Regions from separate parts of the Gossypium arboreum genome. Here regions 1 and 2 are each linked to region 3. The links are chromatin contacts, called in public Hi-C maps. All regions are on one chromosome and are shown on one strand. The core of a region is the stretch at or near the end of the contact, and the rest is flanking DNA. Distances in the headings are between cores, read along the strand shown.

Region 1 (3,642 bases), core at 503-3,002, 200 kb before region 3:
AGAAAGCTAAAATTGGAGAGCTGAGACTCTAGCTACAAGGTACTTTTACTTCCAAACGTTATAACATTATGATACAGTCCAAAATACACAAATAGAAATATAGATAAAACCCAAGATAGCAAATTTTACAACAAATCCTTAAACTAATACAAATTTACCAACACACAAAATCAATTCACTGCTACCACAAAATATCTTGGTATCTCCTTCTTCTTCTTCTTCTTTTTTTTTTTTTTTTTTTTTTGCGGGGTTTAATCATATTCTCAATCAATCACATAACAGAACAAGCAGCAGGGTTTTCGTCGCTGAAAGCTGTGGTGTACCTAACTTCAGTGGAGCTAGCACGTGCGAGATGCGACACTTGCGGGTCCTCCGCGTTGCGGACGTACCCAGCCGGAGCCTTCTTATCGTAAACCCCGGGGGCGTATGGGTGAGCCACCACGTCGTACGGCACATAGGGCCATAGCTCCACCTTCTTGCCCGTCCGATGCGCCACTCGTGCCACGACCTTCTTCGGGTCCACATATCCGACGACCGTCAACTTGCTGGCCTTCCGCTCCACGTCCACTTGTGTCACCCCTTTCATCCCTTCCACTGATTTTTTCACTTTCCGTTCGCATCCTTCGCAGTCCATTTTCACCTTGATTTCCACCGTCTAAAAAATAAAGAAAAAAGTAACAACTCTTAGGTTGACAAATGTTTGGTCTAATTCTGGTTTTAGTCCCTCCACTATGCTTTTAGATTCATGAAAATAACTGGAAGCAATATTAGAAGGATCAAAACCCTTAATAGTTTGTCGTTTGTCGTATATTTAAAGTAAATAGACCAAAATTACTTTTCAACCCTTTTTTCCTACTTTTACATAGATATTTCTACTAGTGTTAATACCCTAATTAATTTAGTAAGATTGAATTTTGAAGTTTTCTAATCAACAATAAAGTATACTGACAGATGAACGGAGACAGAAACAATAATGCAGCAATAAATAAATACTTATAATAGATAGACCCAGTTGGCATTAAAGTAAACCAAGAAGATTTTTATTATTGTTCAAATAAAATCTGGGTTTTTTGACCTTCCACCATTTTTAGAACAATCAAGCTTAGATCAACAAAGAAAACGCCATTAAACATAAAATCTTAGCAATATTGACGGGCAGATCCGAACCCTAAACCACCTAAATCTAATAATCTTATAACGACAAAAAATAAAATAAAAGAAAGCAATAGAAACAATTTGGTTAACTTAATAAAAATATCCACCAAATATCTTGATCTACACTCAAAGGGAAATCTACGGCTTAGGTAAGGAGATGTACCTGCAACTGCTTACGTTTCTTGTGCTTGGAACTGTGAGAACAGTCGAACAGATCTGAAACATGATCCAGAACACCCATTTTTCTTGTTTTCTCTCTTGTCTGGTTTTTCACTTAGGTGTATGTTTTTTTTTTTGTTTTTTTTGTTCTTGCTTTTCTCTCTTTTGATAATTGAAGTACCAAAAAGATAAAGATACAAAAGAAGTTGGATTTCTCAGTATAAAACCAAAATATCCTTCTTAAAATTAAAGGGTTTTTCTACTGTGTAGGAGTGAATGAGTAAGAATGATACAGGTGAGGTGAGGTGAAGTCCAAATTCCTCCTCCGCTGGGCTGAATATATATAGAAAAAAAAAAAAAGAGGGTTTCATGGTAAAATTTTGGTATCAGTCCTTATAATTTAGTACTTTATGATACAGAAGGTGAAGTCCAAATTCCTCCTCCGCTGGGCTGAATATATATAGAAAAAAAAAAAGAGGGTTTCATGGTAAAATTTTGGTATCAGTCCTTATAATTTAGTACTTTATGATACAGGAGGTGAAGTCCAAATTCCTCCTCCGCTGGGCTGAATATATATAGAAAAAAAAAAGAGGGTTTCATGGTAAAATTTTGGTATCAGTCCTTATAATTTAGTACTTTACTTCATTTATTTTTTAGATTTTGAAATTTTAATCCTAACTAAATGATAAATTTTATTTTTATTCAGTTAAATTTTGTTATTTTCAAAACCTTGTTCGATAAGTATATTTGTAGCATGTGTAACGTTATATTAACTTATAATTTTTACGTAATACTAGTAAAAACGAGGATGGTCAAATAAATTAGACCACTTCCCAATTTAACCAATTGAATCGTTAGTTTAATAATAATTAAAAATTCATAAACGCATATAATCAATTTAATCATAAATTTTTTTGTCTAAATTTTTCTTTTAATTGATTCACAAACGGTATGTTCTATATCTAATTTTATGTCACTAAATCATCAGTACTCAATTCAATTAGTTTGTTTGGTTTGATTTTGGCATCACTAGTTCTAATTAATAAATTTAACATAACAGATTGAATTAAGGATGAAATTTAAAATTTAAGGACTAAAATTGAATAAATTATAATATGTGGACTAAGACAACTATTTTCATGTAATACAAAGATTGATAAAAAGAAGAAAAGAAAAAAAAAGGAGTATTTTACTATACGACTAGTGGCTCGTGGAAATCTACGTGGTTGGATATTTTTATTGTAATGTAGCTAATTTAGCGCCGCGTGTCTAGGTTGTACTTAGCTGAGGGGTATAGAGAGAGGGAAACCATAAATTAGAAATGGCAGCCTAAGGCATGGAAGAAAGTAACAAAACACCGACCCTGGACAGTAAGTAATGTGTCGCGAGATCGGATGACGAGCCCACGCGCTTGTGTCTCGGTTTTCTGGTCCCACCCTCAACTGTCAACTTCACCTCACCCTCTACCCTTATCAATAATGGGTTGAGGAGCTTTACATACAATATGGGACCCATGAGTTTGCCCTTTTCTTTCAATCCAGCCCATATTATAAAGTAAAGAAAGTAATAAATCTAATATCCTTCCTTCTCTTTTTCTTTCATATTTATAGATTTTATTAGTTGATCAGATGTAATGTATTCTTTTGTTTTATACATTTGGTAATCAATGAATCAATTCGAATTTAAATCAGATTGGACCTCCAATAAGTAAAGTTCTCTCATTAATATTTTCTTTATTTATAATATTTAAATTCGATCTAACATGCAGCAACATTATATTGTCTTTTGTTTTTTACTACAAACAAACACACAGATTATGGAACCATATGTATGTATTGCTGATGCTTCTCTGTGGCAAGCTAGATTTGATGTTGGGGCGTTGGGGCATATGTGTTGGGACGATCTTCAGGAAAGCAAGGTAGAGGACGAAAATGGAGAAATAGAATAGAGATGAAAGGTCATGCCTTTGGTAAAGTCAAGGATTAGTATTTATAATTGATTTAACAACTGTTGGTTTATTATATCAATTCAGTCTTGTTTATACATGTAATTTTAGTTTTACTAGTGATTTTAAGAACGATTTTATTGTCGTCTTCTCTAATTTGGTGAATACTCAATTCTTTTGTTCGCCTCTTTGGACAAATTGAGGATGATTTTATTATCTTATTAAGTGCTTGTAATCACTCTAAATATATCATATTTGAGTTGTGACAAAGCCAATTATCAATGTGTCATAATATTCTATTGATGTTGAAGTTTTGTGTTTATAGAACTTGTCCTTCACTATCTACAAGTGCTTGTTATTCCTCTCAATTATATGATTACTTC
Region 2 (3,716 bases), core at 313-2,812, 150 kb after region 3:
TTAAAAGGAAACGCACATCAGAAAAGATGCTAAAGACAACATATGATAAAAGTTAGGAATGAATCAAGTATAGCTCACCTCCTAATTTCAGAAAGAGTACCAGTGAGTTCATAGCAAAGAGAGTAATAAAAGTACAGCCTAGCAGCTAGAACATCGAGAGTCCTCCTGTTCAAATTCTTCAGCCGAGAAATGCTTGCAGAGGAACATGCCTTTGCCTGAAACAAGATAACATCATGTTCAAGAAACAGGAAACATCCTGATGAAATTATTTGCTAATGTACCTCATCATATTTCTTTTGATCAATCAGAAATATCAGGACAAGCAAATAGCAGTAGATTTCTAGCTCTGGCAAGGAATGCTTAGCAGGAGGTTGAGCTGTGGAGGTTGCAGTGTCGACTTCCATCTCATTCTCATCTTCCTGAAACAAATTCAAACCATGAGTTCTTAAAAGAACAATTAATTCAGGACTTATTAACTTACAATCATTGTACTCATAAACAAAAATTATTTCTGTGAGGTGAGAAACTAGACTGGCTGACAGAGAAACTAGGCTGGCGACTAAAGCATTTCCTTGAACTTGGAACCAGAAAGCCTAATACACTGGTGAAGGTGACAACGGAGAAAATAACATCATACCTCACAACAGAGTGCAAACAAAGGGCAAATCACCAAAAATTAACTTCAAAGATGCAACCAATTATTTTCTATCTTTAGCATTTGTTGCACTTCAATGCTTTTAATTAACTAAGACATCATGTCTAATCTAAGAGGATGGAATGGCAATCACTTCACCACAAGGGGGAAAAACACTTCCACATCAATAACTGAATATTACGATGTCCCCTTCAAAAGATTACCTTAGGAAGATAAGAAGAAAGACGAGTGAAGGCCTCGGATCCAGGGGTAAGAGCGAAACTGAGGAAAACGGAAAGCACGGATGCCTTCAACTTCCGTCTTAAAGCCATTGTAAGTCGTATAGCCCTCAAAATACGGCGAGCTTCACGGTCATAAGCACCGGTCTCAATCAGAGACGCAATTTCCTTCAAATCTAACAGAAACCCAGAAAATTTTATTCAAATCCGTGAAAACCCACAAGTTACCAGTCCAGAAAACGCTAAAAGAAAATCAGATTTCTATCACCAAACGTCAAAAAAATATGCGCTAGAGATATTTGGATGTTATAGAAGCATAGATAGATTGTACTTACGGTGCAAAGTGGAAGGAGAAGAGGAAGGAACGGAATTGGACGGAGCTGGTTGCTCTTTCATCTCCACATCTTGAGTCATCTTTGAGAATCTGAAAAATGCAAATTGAAAACGAATTTTGACGTGAAAATCAAGGGGAAAAAAAGGTGAAATATTGATTAGGGAGATGCTTAAAACTGAAAAAGCACAAAGGGAAACGAGAAAAAAAAATTACCTTTGATTCACGAAAGGAAGAGCTGGATTTTGGGGGAATCGAGAGCCGAGCCTGCAGTGGACTAAGGTTTTAGTTTCTTCAGCAGTAGGTCTTGTGAGAGGAGTTGAAGAAAGCGAAAAAGGCCGGACTGAACGACGTCGTTTATATGGAAATCAGAAGTCATTATAGAATAGGTCTAGAGAGCCCAAATAAACTCTATATTGGGCCACGGCCCATTATTCTGTTAGATCCTGTCTTGTGGGTTCATCTATGTAACTATAACTTTATAAAATTAAGGCTTTATTCATTAATTCAACAATACTCCAAGATTGATTCTTAAAGGGTTTTTTTAATTTTAAAAAAATAATACCAACAAATAAAATGTGATACGTGTCATGTTTTTATTATTGAATATCATACATTTTTTGGGTAAATGAGACAATTAATAGTTGAAGTATCACTTCTAACTAAAAGTGTTCATGTTAGGTTGGGCTAGCTTGGGTCCAACTACCATACATAGTTGTTAAAGCGCAACCCGAATTGAAATATGGGTCTCATATTTTGCTCAAGCCCACATTTATTTGTAAATGACTACTCCAAGTTTATTGCCAACATAGTATGAAAGCTTACAAGAATAGTACATAGAAAAGGCAAGAGGGTCGACGCTGCGTTGATGGGTCCAGGTTTGACTAGAAGGTTAGCATGCTCAGAAATGACCTTGATGATGTGTTTGTCGATGACTTGACGATACACGTTGTTCCCCTACTATCAAATATTCCTTCAACGGATAGAATCGCTCGTGGCCCACCTGACTGAACCATTGCATGTATACCTCAGAGGTATAAAAAATACTATCCTAATGATAACTCTTGAAAAGAGGTATATTTCATGCCTTTAGACCTAGCCAATTGCTTGTACTATGTACATTTAGTTGCATTTTAGGACATTTCATTAGTATTTTTATCATTGCATTAGGAGCTTGGACAGTGTTTAAATATTAGGTAATTTTAATTGTTTGTGGTAGGGCTGTGTTTGGTGGTTTGGTATGTACAGGTTGAGGAATGAGAAATAAATGAGTGAAGGTTTGCCGAGGCAAAAGGTTGGACATTTTGTCAACACAGATGCTGTGACAATTCCAGGAAGACCGAGTCAATACTCAACGCATACTAGTTTCAGCCAAATTGTACTTGTACTGGAAAAATCTACCTAAAAAAGAGGATAAGATAATCTTGGGTTATTAAAAAAAGAATTTAAAAAGATGAGAAGATAAACATGGGTTGTTAGATTTACCCTAAGGAAAAGGCTATAAAAAGCTAAAGGAGGAAACCTTAAAGGACGAATAAGGTTGGAGATCCATAGGGAAACGAGAAGGTAGCAGTTGAGTAGAGACGGAAAGAGGAAGACGAATGCAGTTCTTCTCAACCACCACAGGACACTGTGCCACTAGAGTGTGAACTGGACACACGAAAACTATCTTCCCAATGTTCTTCTATTATTTCTTAACTATTTCTCCGTGAATTAATTTGATGAAAACCATGTTGAATGATATTTTGGTTTTGAATTCTATTTGCCAACCCATGAGTTAAATCTCATAGGGTTGGGATTACTTGATGAAACCTTTATTTTCTTTAATGGTTAAAACTTAAATCTGAATTAATTTACTGTTTCATTCAATTGTTTTTTTTTCAAAATTATATCCTTAGACATAGACAACTGTACAACATGCCTATAAACTAATTTAATTCTGAAAAAGTTGGATTAGTTGGACCAAAATTGAATGATATGAGCAAGTACTCGATAGATACTTGTAGTTGACTCTAGACATAGAGCAAAGTTCATACAAAAGGAAATAGTGCAAGGTACCGTATTAAAGGCCTATAGGCACGAACAAGGTAACTTGATGTTTTTGCTCTCGAAAGAAGTAAACCACTTTGGAAATCTTCTAAGCAATAGATTGATTACGATTTTGCCAAGGCATTTCTGACAGTAAGGGTAGATTCTTAGTAATTCCAACCTTCCATATCAACATCGTATATCCCTTATCCCTTGCCATAGTATATTTGCCAAGGCATCCTTAGTTGTTTACTTGTTCAATTACATATTATTCATATAATTATTTTCGTAATTGCCACTGCATTTTTACTCTTGCATTGCTATGGCATTTTCAATTATTCATCAGTTACACATTTTGTTCACATTAATATTCCTTTTGTTTACCACTACATTCTTATCATTATTTTGTTATAACATTAATCTAACTTTATTATAGTAACTTGACCATTTGTATACCTAATCCGGTCCCTGTGGAGACGATCTC
Region 3 (3,808 bases), core at 126-2,625:
GTTTGTTAGACAAAAGGGACACAACCTTTAGATTGGAGATCAATCAGAAGTTCAATGATTGGTGATCAATCAGAAGTTCAATCCTCTATAGGGGTAGATATTTGGTTAAAATCCATGAAATACAAATTTAAAAAGAAAATTAAAAAAATGGATTTTGATCCACTTAAAAACGTTAGAAACTTATTGTACTATTTTACGCAAGTGCTTTTAAGATTTTGAAAGCTTGAAAATATTTTATGAGATTTTCAATTAATTTTCATAGAATTATTTAGAATTTTATTCTTAAATGTTGTTATATTAAAATATTACAAAATCAAAGTTAATGATTTGGAATCAAAATAAAAGAATTCTTAAATGTTGTTATATCAAAATGTTACAAAATCAAAGTTAATGATTTGGAATTGAAAATAAAAGAAAGAAAAAAGTGAAAAAAGAGAAGGAAAAAAAAAAGGAGAGAGAGAGGCATCAAGGCAAAAGATAGGCAATGAAAGTGGGTGGTGAGCAGTGATCAGCTCGAAAGCAAGCCTTACTACCACAACTATTAGAATTAGATCGGATTAGTTTATCGGATCGATTGAACCGATATCAATTGGTAGAACTAATTTAATCGGCGTCAAATATTTTTTTCTTTATTTTTATTTTTTTAAATAATTTATTTAATTAAATTGGATGAACCATTAGACTCGAGAATTGATGATCTAACCGATTTAATCATCAATCCGAATCTGAAAATCTTAATTATAGCCAAATTTTGTTAATGTTTCAGCATTAATTTTAGAGAAAAATATAGAAGATTCTTTTAACAATTATAGTCATTAAGAAATTTTAAAGAGATAAAATTATTAAATTGAGTAAAAGTTTAAATGTATAAATGAATAAAATTATTAAATTGAGTGAAAGTTTAAATGTATAAATGAACATTTCAATCGTAAAATAAATTTAAATATTCAAATTATTTCAGCCAAAATAAAAATAAATTTTTATATCAAATTTCCAGAAAAAATCTAAAATTATTAAAAATAACACCAAAATACATTGAAATCCAACGAAGTTTCTTAGATTCATCCTAGTATCTTTTGTCATCTCAAATTTTGTCCACTAAATTAAAGGATATTTCCGTAATTTGAGAAAAAGGATAAATGCTTCTCTTACGTGTCATCTATGAACAAAAGACATGTCATCAGTTAACTTATACCACAAAACCCAAGCATCATCCCAGACTCACCACAGCCCTCAACCCTCTCCATCCCTCTATCCAAATGGGTCAAAATCACATGTTCTACGGAACAGACACTGCTATCCTATTCCTCATCATTCTCAACCAACATCAACCATATACAATGATTTTATCAAAATTTTCAATTTTAATATTCGATAATCATAAGGTCAAAACTTTACTAAAAAGCACATCGAACTACTTACAACTCGAGTCTTTGGTAGCGATATTACAGACCGCTGTGAAGCAGTGTTCTTTACCACACCAAAGCATTGCTATAAAAAGCAAGAAACAGAGTAACTGAATTTTAAAAAGCTCAGTTTTCTGCTCTGTTTTTCAGTGACAAGTTTCAATGGCAAAACCAGTTTCAATTGAAGTGTGGAACCCAAATGGGAAATACAGAGTTATTAGCACCAAACCTATGCCTGGAACTCGATGGATCAACCTCTTAATCGAGCAAGATTGCCGTGTCGAAGTAAATTATATGTTTTTTTTCACTTCTCTAAACCCTCTGTTTTCGTTCTCCTCTTCTTCTATTAAATCCCAGTTTTTAAAGAAGTTTTTTTTTTCATCATCCTGTTCAGATATGTACTGAGAAGAAAACAATTTTGTCCGTTGAGGATATCATTTCTTTGATTGGCAATAAGTGCGATGGGGTGATTGGACAGGTGATTTTCTTCTTGGGATTATTTGTTTCAGTTAGAAAATAAAAATATGAGTTCTTTTTTGTTTCCCTTTTTTTTTGTGAGTTTTTTATGTTATGAATTTGTGTTACAGTTGACTGAAGACTGGGGGGAGACTTTATTTGCAGCTTTAAGCAGAGCAGGAGGCAAAGCATTTAGTAACATGGCTGTTGGTTACAACAATGTTGATGTTAATGCTGCCAACAAGTATGGTGTTGCTGTTGGTAACACTCCTGTAAGTTTCACTTTCCCACTTAGTTACAAATAGTTTTACCCTCTAACCTTTGAAGCTTTTTAATAGGGTAGTTTAATCATATTTGGGTATGTTTCCATAACATGGATAAGTGCCAAGCTCCATGTGTTCGATTATATGTCTTCTACAATGGATTGTAATGATAAAACAATAAATAAACTTGCAAAGATTTGAGTAGTGATAAAATGGTTACGATGTTGGTTCAGTAATTTTGGGGTAGAAACAGTAGAGCTAATGTTGGTGATAATTTGGTGTAGGGTGTACTCACAGAAACAACGGCAGAGCTAGCGGCTTCTCTTTCTTTGGCAGCTGCTAGAAGAATTGTTGAAGCAGATGAGTTCATGAGGGCTGGCTTATATGATGGATGGCTCCCTCATCTGTATGTCCACGAAATATTACTTATATTTCATTTTTTGTTTATGTCGATGATAAACTCGAAAACTCACTTACATCATGCTTGTACAATTCCACTTGTCTCTCTTACAGGTTTGTGGGAAACTTGCTTAAAGGACAAACAGTTGGTGTAATTGGAGCTGGTCGTATTGGATCTGCATACGCCAGAATGATGGTAATCTCTTACTAGCTAATTTATTCGACATTGTTTGAGGACACTTGATCATAGTAACCTTCAATATAAATAGAAATTGTCTGGGTTGGTGAGGTTTTTGAAGTAGATTTTAAAGTTGTGTAAAATCCTGGCTCCTGAGATATGAAACATACCATATAATATTGCTGCAAAGAGCATATTTTCCAAGGCTTATTCTACTTTTGGTCCTACTTTGCTGCATTAATGGGAGTCATTTCGTTTTCCTATCTTATAACAGGTTGAAGGGTTCAAAATGAACTTAATTTACTATGATCTTTACCAATCAACACGGCTAGAGAAGTTTGTCACAGGTATGTCTTGAGACATTTTCTGCAAGTTAACGAGTTGTCAATTCTTATTTTATGGTGCTTTTATGTTTCCTCATCCCAGCTTATGGTGAGTTCTTGAAAAGCAATGGAGAGCAACCTGTTCACTGGAAAAGAGCATCAAGTATGGATGAGGTGCTCCGGGAGGCAGATGTGGTAGGATTTTCTTTGCTCAGAACTTTTAGTGTAATTTCTAGATCCAAGTTTTGAATTATAATGCCGATTGAGAGGGATTGCTACCTGTTCTTTTTGTAGATAAGTCTTCACCCGGTCTTGGATAAAACCACCTATCATCTGATCAACAAAGAAAGCCTTGCAACAATGAAGAAGGTGATTGAGAACTTCTCTTTGTCTTTAACATTTGGAAAGTATGTCTTGCTCAAGGAAATATGAAGTGGATTTTATTTTTGCAGGAAGCAATACTTGTAAACTGTAGCAGGGGCCCGGTGATTGATGAAGTAGCTCTTGTTGAGCATCTGAAGCAAAATCCTATGTTCCGAGTTGGTCTTGATGTCTTTGAGGTGACTTTACGAACTTTCAAATCTCGAGTCAACCACATGAAAACCATCCTCAATTTAGTACATAATTGTTGATTAATGGTGTTGCTTTAGGATGAACCTTTCATGAAACCTGGGCTTGCTGAGATGAAGAATGCTGTCATCGTACCACACATTGCTTCTGCTTCCAAGGTAAGGTTTACTAGGATTCACATATCATGTTGAAGTGACTTACCGGAGTGTAATT

Evidence for each region. Hi-C and Micro-C count contacts between places; a contact is called where the count stands out from the background.
Region 1: a contact with region 3 is called in a Hi-C map of leaf, with 3 times the contacts expected there. The contact joins the promoter of LOC108461360 here to the promoter of LOC108464364 in region 3. A contact is called at or near these places in 2 of 5 Hi-C or Micro-C datasets (both in leaf).
Region 2: a contact with region 3 is called in a Hi-C map of leaf, with 3 times the contacts expected there. The contact joins the promoter of LOC108467224 here to the promoter of LOC108464364 in region 3. A contact is called at or near these places in 2 of 5 Hi-C or Micro-C datasets (both in leaf).

What each region holds. Positions count from the first base shown.
Region 1 is chr2:102,557,019-102,560,660 of ASM2569848v2, forward strand. LOC108461360 (heavy metal-associated isoprenylated plant protein 26-like) reads right to left here and starts at 1,753. Exons shown (of 2, transcript XM_017761195.2): 1 at 1,319-1,753; 2 at 44-655. The coding sequence starts at 1,396. The coding sequence ends at 272.
Region 2 is chr2:102,905,170-102,908,885 of ASM2569848v2, forward strand. LOC108467224 (probable 26S proteasome non-ATPase regulatory subunit 3) reads right to left here and starts at 1,563. Exons shown (of 9, transcript XM_017767809.2): 1 at 1,421-1,563; 2 at 1,209-1,297; 3 at 859-1,049; 4 at 282-419; 5 at 79-215. The coding sequence starts at 1,287.
Region 3 is chr2:102,755,618-102,759,425 of ASM2569848v2, forward strand. LOC108464364 (glycerate dehydrogenase) reads left to right here and starts at 1,376. Exons shown (of 13, transcript XM_017764643.2): 1 at 1,376-1,691; 2 at 1,801-1,884; 3 at 1,994-2,134; 4 at 2,410-2,531; 5 at 2,639-2,720; 6 at 2,977-3,049; 7 at 3,129-3,220; 8 at 3,320-3,394; 9 at 3,478-3,585; 10 at 3,676-3,753. The coding sequence starts at 1,569.